Regions from separate parts of the Mus musculus genome. Here region 2 is linked to region 1. Evidence: chromatin contacts called from public promoter capture Hi-C data. All regions are on one chromosome and are shown on one strand. Each heading gives the region's core, a stretch centred on a gene start, on an enhancer-like site or on the middle of the called end of the contact. The rest is flanking DNA. Distances are from core to core; before and after follow the strand shown. Region 1 has its middle 21 kb from the start of Tiam1. Region 2 has its middle 29 kb from the start of Gm10789.

Evidence for each region. Capture Hi-C pulls out chosen DNA fragments and counts their contacts.
Region 2: a contact with region 1 is called in a promoter capture Hi-C map of adipose tissue. The contact joins two enhancer-like sites. A contact is called at or near these places in 1 of 15 datasets of contacts at CTCF or cohesin (the NIH/3T3 cell line), 1 of 484 Hi-C or Micro-C datasets (spermatogonial stem cells), 1 of 115 datasets of contacts at active chromatin or transcription factors (embryonic hindbrain) and 5 of 9 other capture datasets (adipose tissue, embryonic stem cells, liver and 2 more).

The regions. Positions count from the first base shown.
Region 1 is chr16:89,979,123-89,983,912 of GRCm38.p6, reverse strand. It overlaps a transcript of Tiam1 not described here. Among named protein-coding and RNA genes, the nearest start is that of Tiam1, 21 kb to the right of the region's middle. Within about 2 kb of position 3,267, at least 18 of the 459 cell types and tissues checked have an H3K27ac peak or open chromatin away from gene starts, as enhancers often do. A contact at or near this core is called in adipose tissue, where this site is marked.
Region 2 is chr16:90,110,615-90,115,545 of GRCm38.p6, reverse strand. It overlaps a transcript of Tiam1 not described here. Among named protein-coding and RNA genes, the nearest start is that of Gm10789, 29 kb to the left of the region's middle. Within about 2 kb of position 2,590, at least 35 of the 459 cell types and tissues checked have an H3K27ac peak or open chromatin away from gene starts, as enhancers often do. A contact at or near this core is called in adipose tissue, where this site is marked.

The DNA.
Region 1 (4,790 bases), core at 2,018-4,517:
GGAGGAAAGGGTTTATTCGGCTTACCCTTCCACATTGCTGTTTATCACCAAAGGAAGTCAGGACTGGAACTCAAGCAGGAGCTGAAGCAGAGGCCATGGAGGGATGTTACTTACTGGTTTTCTTCTCCTGGCTTGCTCAGCTTGCTCTCTTATAGAACCAAGACTACCAGCCCAGGGATGGCACCACCCACAAGGGGCCCTCCCTGCTAGATCACTAACTGAGAAAATGCCCCACAGCTGGATCTCATGGAGTCACTTCCCCAACTGAAGCTCCTTTCTCTGATAACTCCAGCCTGTGTCAAGTTGACACATAAAACCAGCCAATACAGGCCTGAAGTTTATGAAGCTGTGTCTTCTGTCTTTATAGTTTGTGCGACAGACGATGACATTTGGCTTTGTTTATTTGTTTGCTTGTTTATTTATATTGTAAAGGCTCTCCATATGTAGCCTAGGCTGACTTCAAACTCTGATCTTTCTGTTTCCTTTCCTCAGAGGCTTAGATTAGCTCAGCAATGCTAAGGCCAGAACCAGCGTGCTCAGTTTGTTTCATAACAATATACGAGTGGACGCCCAGGTTATGAAGTTTGCTGTGTCTGGCTTGATTGCCCCAAAGGTTGTGAAAGGCTATGGGGATAAGATTCACTTGTCTCCTTTGTTGTTTGTTTTTATCGGTTTCATTTGGACCACCATGTTGTGCTCCACTGTGCTGCAGATGGCCCTATGGGTTAGCATGTGTTGGCCACTGCTAGCCACAGTGCAGAGCATCCTTAAGGACACGCGTGTCCTTGTACTTGGTGAATGCGTTTTGTGGTTCTGTCCTCATTCCTGGAATTGCAGATTTCTCTTCCTCAGTAAAGAGATTAACCCAGCTGCCCTCTGTGTCAGTGTTAGAGAGTGCCTTCCGACTTTATCCTTAGGGAGACCTTGGCATTATTCTCCACTTTGCTTATATTCTGCTAATAAGTGGATTTCCTGGTTTTAATTTTTTTTTCATAATTCACAATGTCATTTCCCAATTCTAATTTATTTGACTATCCTCATTTGTAAACTCCTTGTTCAAACCACCTGTCATCCTTTGATTTGAGAGCTGATCTTTTGGAATATTGACTTTGTATACTTTTGTTTATTGTCATGAGTTGATTAGGTAATTGTGTGTGTATGTGTTTGGGCAGATGTGCAGTGGGGCAGATGTGTGGGGGTTCGGTCTCTCCTTTTACCACATGGGCCCCGCAGATCAAGCTTAGGCTGTCCTGTCCTGCCTGGCAGCAGGAGCCCCTGGACTATCCAACTGTAGCTCTGGTCCTGTGGATAGTCCTATAAATCGTTCTTTATAACACTCTTTCAGAATTATGTTGTTTTCCCCCCTTATACGTTTCCTATTTATTTAAAAAACCCTCAGCCGGGCGTGGTGGTGCACACCTTTAATCCTAGCACTTGGGAGGCAGAGGCAGGCGGATTTCTGAGTTTGAGGCCAGCCTGGTCTACAAAGTGAGTTCCAGGACAGCCAGGGCTATACAGAGAAACCCTGTCTCAAAAAAACCAAAAAACCCTCTTCCTGTCACAACATTTATCATAGTTATATTAGATTACAAAATCTGTCTGCCTCTTTCTGTGTATATGTCTCTTTCTATATGTCTCTGTGTGTGTGTCTCTGTGCGTGTGTCTCTGTGTGTGTGTCTCTGTTCGTGTCTCTCTGTGTGTGTCTGTCTCTGTACTTTTATCTCTTACCAGAAAACACAAGGATTCAAGCATTTTAACTCTTTTTATCTTCTCCTGTTTTTTTGGTAATACGACACTGTTACAGATACCATTGTATCTTTTTCTTTATTTTTATTTATACCTGTAGCTGTAATTGATGTGGTCATACCTCAGCCTGTCTTGTTGTACTCCCGTCTGCTGAGGTGGCGTTCGGCTGGCCGGGAGGTTCATTTAGACCTTGGTTCATCGTCTCCTGCTGCTTCTTGCTCGTGTTGGGAACTTGGATTTTTAGCTAACCTCCTGTCTGGAGGGCATCGTGTAATTTTCCCCTCTGTCCCTGCCTTTTCTGACTCTGCTGTAACACTCAGAGCATTTGCGGCTGTATTCTATGAGGTTGTAGGACTTCGAGTCTGGCGGTTGCTGCATTTGGGACCATATCTAGCCTATTTCAGCCACCCACTTTTTTTTTCCCCACTCTGTGATAAACCTCTTTGTTCCATGTTCGCGGAGTTGGCCTCATGCTAGAAACCTATATGAACATAAACGTTGGCTCCTCCTACCGATGCCTCCTTACTGCTGGGGTTACAGGACCGTGCTGTCACCCTGTCCTTAGCTTCTCTCTCTCTCTCTTTCACCCCTCTCCCCACTTCTGTGCCTTATTCTATTTTATCAGTGATGTGAAAATGAGACATACTTTGTTCCCTCAACAAGTTTTTTTTTTTTTTTTTTTTGGTTTTGTTTTTTCAAGACAGGGTTTCTCTGTGTAGCCTTTGCTGTCCTGGAAATAACTCTGTAGACCAGGCTAGCCTTGAACTCAGAAATCCTCCTGCCTCTGCCTCCCAAGTACTGGGATTAAAGGCATGAGCCACTATTACCTGGCTTCAACAAGTCTTTTTATCTTTAGGCTCCATGACACGCCAGACACTGACATCAATCTAGGTTCTTGGTCATTGGAAATACAGAGATTCTCATCTCTGTAGATTGCTTCTAAACAATAAAAACCTGTTCGCTACTGATTAGTACCCACTGTTGGTTATTTCTTCATTTTATATTAATAACCGAATGACCTAGGCTATAAAGAGGTGGTGGGTGTTCCTGACAACGTGACAGAGTAGCTTCTCTGGGTGGATGGGCTATTCTGAGGGGAAGAGGAAGAAATTTGGGGACTGCTTGATGAAGACGTAAAGCAGGCAGGCATGTTTGAGAAAGAAAGTGTCCAGAAAGTTCAGTCGCATCAAGTGGGGCAAGTGTGGCTTCCTTGGCAAGAACAAGAATGGGAGGGACAGGAGACATAGGCAGAGAAGCAGTGATGGTGTCCAGCTCTACAGGGCCTGCTGAGGCTCTTACCCCTGAGCAGAGGAACCATGGATCCAACCCATGGTTTTAGAGATCCAAGTAGAGTGGGCTGCAGAGAGCAGAAAAGAAAGGGAGACAGCTCCCACCCCCACCCCCATGAAGAAGCTTTTGTATAATTCTGTAGAGAGCGTCCTGGCCAGGTTCTGCTGACTGCAAAGTACGGAGAAAAGAGATTCAGATTTGCTCCTTTCTTTGAAGAGGGTGCAATAGAATTTTCTGACTAATTTGATGTGGGTTGCGAAAGAGATGTGCAAACCGCTCCTCGCTGCAGTTCAGCCTGAGCCACTGGGAGGGTTGAGTTCCCCTTGCTGGGCTGGGAAGGTTGCCTGGAAGGAAGGATTAGCTCACACTTGGGTATCTGAACATGGTCTCATGCAGGGAGAGGCAGTGTCCCGACGCCTGTGGAGAGATACCAGGAAGTCTTGGTATTTGATAGTCATGAGGCAGGCTGGGATCTCCGAGGACAGTAAGATGGTGACATTTAGGAGGAAGATCGTTCTCAGGAGAATCAGCCTTTTAGAATGGGTGGGGAGAGGATGCATGCTTGGGCAGAGACATCACACTGTTCTATAGGGCCACCTGTCAGTGAGCTAAGAGCACCTGTCATAGTTGATCTCTGGATGCCTCTACCCCTCCTGATTCAGTCACCATGGGGTGCCCACTATTCATAGTCCTTCCCTGAGAGAGCAAGTCCTTCCCTGAAATAGGATCTGGGTCAGTGCGTATCCCATCCCGAAACACTGAGTGCAGACTGAAAAGGCAATCTTTGTCTTCTTGAGGCTCCAGAACTGTCCAATACGGAGAAGAGGAGTCAGCAGAAGCAACTGGCGGGATCGAAGGATCATGGCGGCTGGCAAGGGCAGAAATCATAGCATTGTAAGTGCATAAGGTTGCGTCAACCATGGCGAAGATGGAGAGGAAGAAGCATTAGGTTTGCCACTTTGTAGGTCGGAGAGGAACATGGCAGTGGACGGCAGTCTAGATGCCTTGGAGTCAAGAGAAAGGGAAAAGAATAGGGCCCAGTTGACAATGAGTGTGAGGTCTATTCCTGGTTGTCCACTTGACTGCTTCTGGAATGAAGTATAGTCTATAGATGGAGGGACGCCTGTGATCCAGAGCTTGAGGCATAGCAGCCAAGAAAAGCTTAGGCCCAGGCAAGGTTGTACACACCTTTAATCCCTGGAGGCAGAGGCAAGCAGATCTTTGGGTTCAAGGTCAGCCTGGGACAGAGCAAGTTCCAAATTCAGGCCTGGTGGTACACACCTTTAAGTTGGGCCGTATCTTCTGCTGGAGGCCTACATAAGGACAATGGAAAAAGGAAGCATTTCTTCCTTGTCTGGTTGCACTTATGTGCCAGCACATCTGTTGGAACCCACTTCTTCAGGATTCCAGTTTATACAGAAGATCGGCTGAAACACCTAGCCTTGTGGGACTGAGCAACTACTAGATTCTTGGACTTCCATTCATAGCTGCCCATTGTTGTGTTAACTGGACTGCAGCCTATAAGTCATTCCATTAATTCCCCTTAATCTATAGAGACATTCCATAAGTTCTGTGACTCTAGAGAACCCTGACTAACCCAACAAGCAACCCCAAGACTTTTTGGATGAGAAAGCAAGAACAGAGCGATTTGTGTATTTATAATTTGAGCACACTGAGAACGATGTGTGGAGTACTGATTGAGTCTGGGTGGGGTGGGAAGGAGTCTCAGTTGGTGAGTCTGGCTCTAGATATGA
Region 2 (4,931 bases), core at 1,341-3,840, 130 kb before region 1:
AGATTTCTATTTTATTTTGTATTTTATTCTGTGTGAGAGAGTATGTGCACACAAATGTGGGTGCCTCCGGAAGCCAGAGCCCTTGGTTTCCTGGAGCTGGCGTTGCATGTGTGTGCTAGCTCTCCAGTGTGGGTGCTGGGAACCAAGTCCATGTCCTCTGCAAGAGCAATCCAGGCTCCTAACGCCTGAGGCATCTCTCCAGCCATCTTCCCATTGGTCAGCTTCTGTGAATAATGCTTCTATCATTCAGGTGCACAACAAGTGTCCTTTCAAGTCTTTCAGGTCTTAACCCAGATATGGGGTTGGTGGATTGCAGTGGGTTCTATATCGAATTTCTGGACACACCAAGTGCTGTTTCCAGGGGTTGTGCCACAAGGACTCCGATTTCTCCACAGCCTTCTCACGCATTCCACTCCTCAACTCCCGCCTCCACCCCCCCCTTGCTTTGATGATGACCATCTGAGTGGCTGTGCAATGATATCACATTGTGACTTGATTTGCATGTCCCTTGTGATCAGGGATAACAGGCTGAGTATCATTTCAAGTCTTTTGTGATTATTTCACAGGGTACTGTGTCCTTTTCATAGCTGTCACTGTGTCCTTACTCTCCTGAGTAGAATCACATCTCCACACGAGTATGTTCAATGGATGTTTCTTAATTCCCACCAATCATTATTAATTGGGTTGGTGTTAGAGTGAAATGCGGAGGTGGAGGTGTATTTCAGACTTCAATGGTGAGTGATGTATTCATTGAAAATCCCCACTACCCATAATCCTCCATGTCTGGTTTCTAGCAGAAGCTTGTCAAGAGTACCATGGGGACATGCACACCGTGCACACTCCTGGATTCTAAGCAGCAGTTCTGGGGTTACAGTGAAATGAGAGGTGTCTTCGGGAAGGCCAGCTACAACTTTTCTTTACATAGCTCCGTTGCTTGGTGCAGTGGTCGAGGACTTTGAAGCAGTTTAGAAGAGGCTTATCTTGTTTTATTTAGGAGATGTGGTGGAGAAGGCATGGTGGCAGGGAGAACTGGTGTGACTGCCCACACCTCAGCAAATCAAGGGCAGAGAAGTTGACTCGGAGCCACTAAATAGACCTCAAAGCCTGTTTCTTTAGTGGCCCACATCCTCCAGCCAGACTTCATCATGTCGAGACTCACAACCTCCCGAGGCAGTGGCACGAGGTGGAGACTGTGTCCGATCGAATGGACCTGAGATTTCTTACATTAAAGCCATAACAGCATCTATGCTGAGAGGATGGAGGGTACAGGACCGCTGTGGGTGACAGTGTGACTGTCAGCGAGCAGGTTGAGAGCTCGCTCTGCTCGCTGAATGTTAGAGCCGCGTCGTTGACATCACCTTACTTGTCTCCTGTGAGCCATGGTGGATGGGCTTACTTTGTGTCTTTTCTTGAAATGGGAACATTTATTTATTTCATCAGAATGGTGTTACTGGGGCAGTTGTTTTCTAGATTATTCCTGAAGGCCAACAAGCCACATGTCAGTCCACTGGAGCCAGAGAGGCATTTTTAGAAGGTGGCATGGATGTGGTCCATGCCTGGCTCTGTCCCATGCCCATAGCTTTGAGCATGTTGCTCTACCCAAGAGTCAGGCCCTCTTTGTTCACACATTGGTGATGATACTGGCTCTTGTAGATTGCTTTTGAGAAAAATAAAGGGAGTGATTAATGAGGGTGTTAGTTTCCTAAGCCACAATTTGGTGATCAAAAACAATGCTAACGTTCTTTCCCAGGTCTGAGGCCAGATGTCCAATGTTGATGCAAGGTGCTGGCAAAAGCTCGTGGGCTCTCCCAGGGTTTTAGGCGGGGATCCAGTCTTTGCTGCTCCCAGCTGCCTGTCATGAGCGGCAACATCTCTTTCCTTTTTGCATCTTAGAGTTTAAACTATCAAGAAAGGCAGATTGACAGGTGGCAGCCAGATTGCTTTCATTTACTAATCTTTATGTGAATACAAGCTCTTGGGAGGAAAAGGACGACTCGAAGAGGCAGTGAAGGCCGAAAGCTCAGGCTGTGTGCTGCGTTCTGTCCTCTTCAGTGCTGGGGATCGAGCCCAGACCTGGAGTGTGCTGGCACACACTCCACAGTAGGGCGGCATCCTGCAACTGCAAATGGGTGCGTTCTGAGAAGTGCATTGGAACTGTGGCCTCTGAGCACAGCATTGTACTCGTGGGACTCGGCAGAAGGCCTGGCTGAGGGGGAGCCTAGCACCTATTGCCTGATAGTGCTGTGTCATCTGCTGCTGCCTAGTTTATTTCCAGTGGGTCATGCTGTGTAGGTACTAATATGGTGTATTGTTCTTTTTTTTTTAAAAAAATGTATTTCTTTATTTTGTATGTGTGTCGGTGTATCAGAAGACAGCCCACGGGACTTGGTTCTTCTTTCCCATGTGTGGGTCCCAGGGATTGAACTCAGGGCGTCAGTGTTAGCAGCAAGTCCCTTTATCTGTTTAGCCATCTCACCAGCCAGTTCGTTGAGTTTCGAAAGGCTAAGATTTGAGATTAGTGGCTCCGATGATGAGGCAAGAGGTTAATCACACCGAGGGACTTGCCTTTGTTGGGCAATCCTAGGGAGTGGTTCAGCCCCACTGTCCCCATGGGACTGCAGACACACCAAATAGTGTTTCTCCCAGTACACAGCCGGCATTTTGGAAAGTCTTCAAATAATGGCCGTGAGTGGGAGCCTTGCTGTCATTTCTGTCAAGTGAATTGCTACACGGAAATTCTGGTCTCATTCTGCAGAATTCCTGGTTTTTTGTCTGGGGTGTGCTGGAGGTGGAGGGCTGGCGGCTGGTATACTTACTAATTTCACATGGCCCTTTCCAGTTCTGGAACAGACTCATTCGTTAAATCCCACAAGTGCATGTTTGCGGGGTACCTGGCTATGTTAGGGGCTTTCTCTGGAAAGGGACTAGGCAGTAAGTATTCAGTATATCTATTGAATTGTAACAAGAACTCTCCATCTGCTCAACACACTGGAGACCAAAGCTGGTGAATGAATATAGGGCTATTCAAAAGCCAGACCCGAGGAGACTATTCAGGCCGGGCGGTGGTGGCACACACCTTTAATCCCAGCACTCGGGAGGCAGAGGCAGGCAGATCTCTGAGTTCAAGGCCAGCCTGGTCTACAGAGTGAGTTCCAGGGCAGCCAGAGGTACACAGAGAAACCCAGTCTTGGGGGGAAAAAAAAATCTATTCAGGAGTTTTCAGGATGCAAAGATGTATTATTTGTTTAAAGAATTATTTATTTTTATTCATCGTGTGTTTGTCTGCTTGCTGTGTACGTGTGTGCCAAGGCGTGTGTGTGTGTGTGTGTGTGTGTGTGTGTGTTTGTCAGAGGACAGATTGTAGGAGTTCTTGGGATCTAACTCAAGTCCTTCTCGAGGAGAAGAAGTCTTAGAGAAAGAGGGAGGGAGCTACAGTGAGACAGAGCGTGAAGCCCACGCACCAGATGACATCATCCTCACCTCTGGCCCTCATAATGGACTTCCATCCCTTGCCTCTTTTTTTTTTTTTGGTTTTTGAGACAGCCCTGGCTGTCCTGGAACTCACTTTGTAGAACAGGCTGGCCTCGAACTCAGAAATTCGCCTGCCTCTGCCTCCCGAGTGCTGGGATTAAAGGCGTGCGCCACCATGCCCGGCTGATCCCTTGCCATTTTAACTTGAACCTAAGGAAAGGCTTCTCTTCCACAAGACAACGAGGAAAGGTATAAGGCAGAGGGAGGGGGAGCAGGAGTCATTCTTAAATGAACCCCAGTTCTACAGTGGGGATCAGTTATGAGTACTATCAGAACCCCTTCGGGGCAGTTTGGTGACGCACAGACGGCTGAGTTGCTAGCAGTCGGTCATTGCGTAGGTTTCGGTGGCTGTGACAGCGTCCAACAGCTTCCGTGTTGATGCTGAGATCCAGGGTCCGTGCTCTGAGCGGCCCTGTGCTTGGGGATCACGGTGGAGAGTAACGCATCCGAGAGTTTAGAGGGGGCTTCTCAGCTGGGCTCAGAGCCTGCATGGGATTCCTCTAACGTGAACAAAGGGTGGGCATTGCAGGCCCACTCTGGAAGGCCAAACTGGTAGGGCTCACTTTGGAGATCTGACCGCTGGGTAGATTGTGACGAAAAGGGAAAGCAGGCATAGTCTTCTGACAGTGCCACTTGACACGGTCATCTACCAAGTTCACACTGAAAATGGTATTGTCAGGGCTGGCAAGATGGCTCAGTGGGTAAGGTACTTCACCATCAAGTGTGACAACCATCCCTGAGACCACATGGTAGGAGGAGAGATCTGACTCCTAAGGCTGACCTCTGACCTTCACATGCATGCTGTGAAAACACTCACACACACACACACACACACACACACACTCACACACACTCACACACACACACACACTCACACACACACACACTCACACACACACACTCACACACACACACACTCACACACACTCACACACACACTCACACACACACACACTCACACACACACACACACACACACACACACACACACACTCACACACACACACTCACACACACACTCATGTTTTAAGTAAGCGTATGACTCTGTGTTGGACCACATTCCTAACAGTTTCGAGCTGCATGCAGGGTGAGAGTTCTGCATACTTCGAGAGTAGAGCCTTCTTGTGTGTCTCTGAAAGTGCAGACATTTCTCTGCAAGCTAAGAGCGCCCTTTATACCAATCTCGGAAACAGACCCTCGACTTCCTGAGGCTTTAAAGTGGGGTTGAAAGCTGCTTGTGTGGCGGAACCAAGGAGAATCAGAAAGCAGCAGCCAAGTGACTCTCTCATCCCACTCGGACACCCAACTCGTGACAGGAGCTTGCCTGGACCATAGGGGCCTTTCGGATGCTTCTAGCCACATGTGGGCTTCTTGCACAGAGCATTATAGCTGCACCTGCC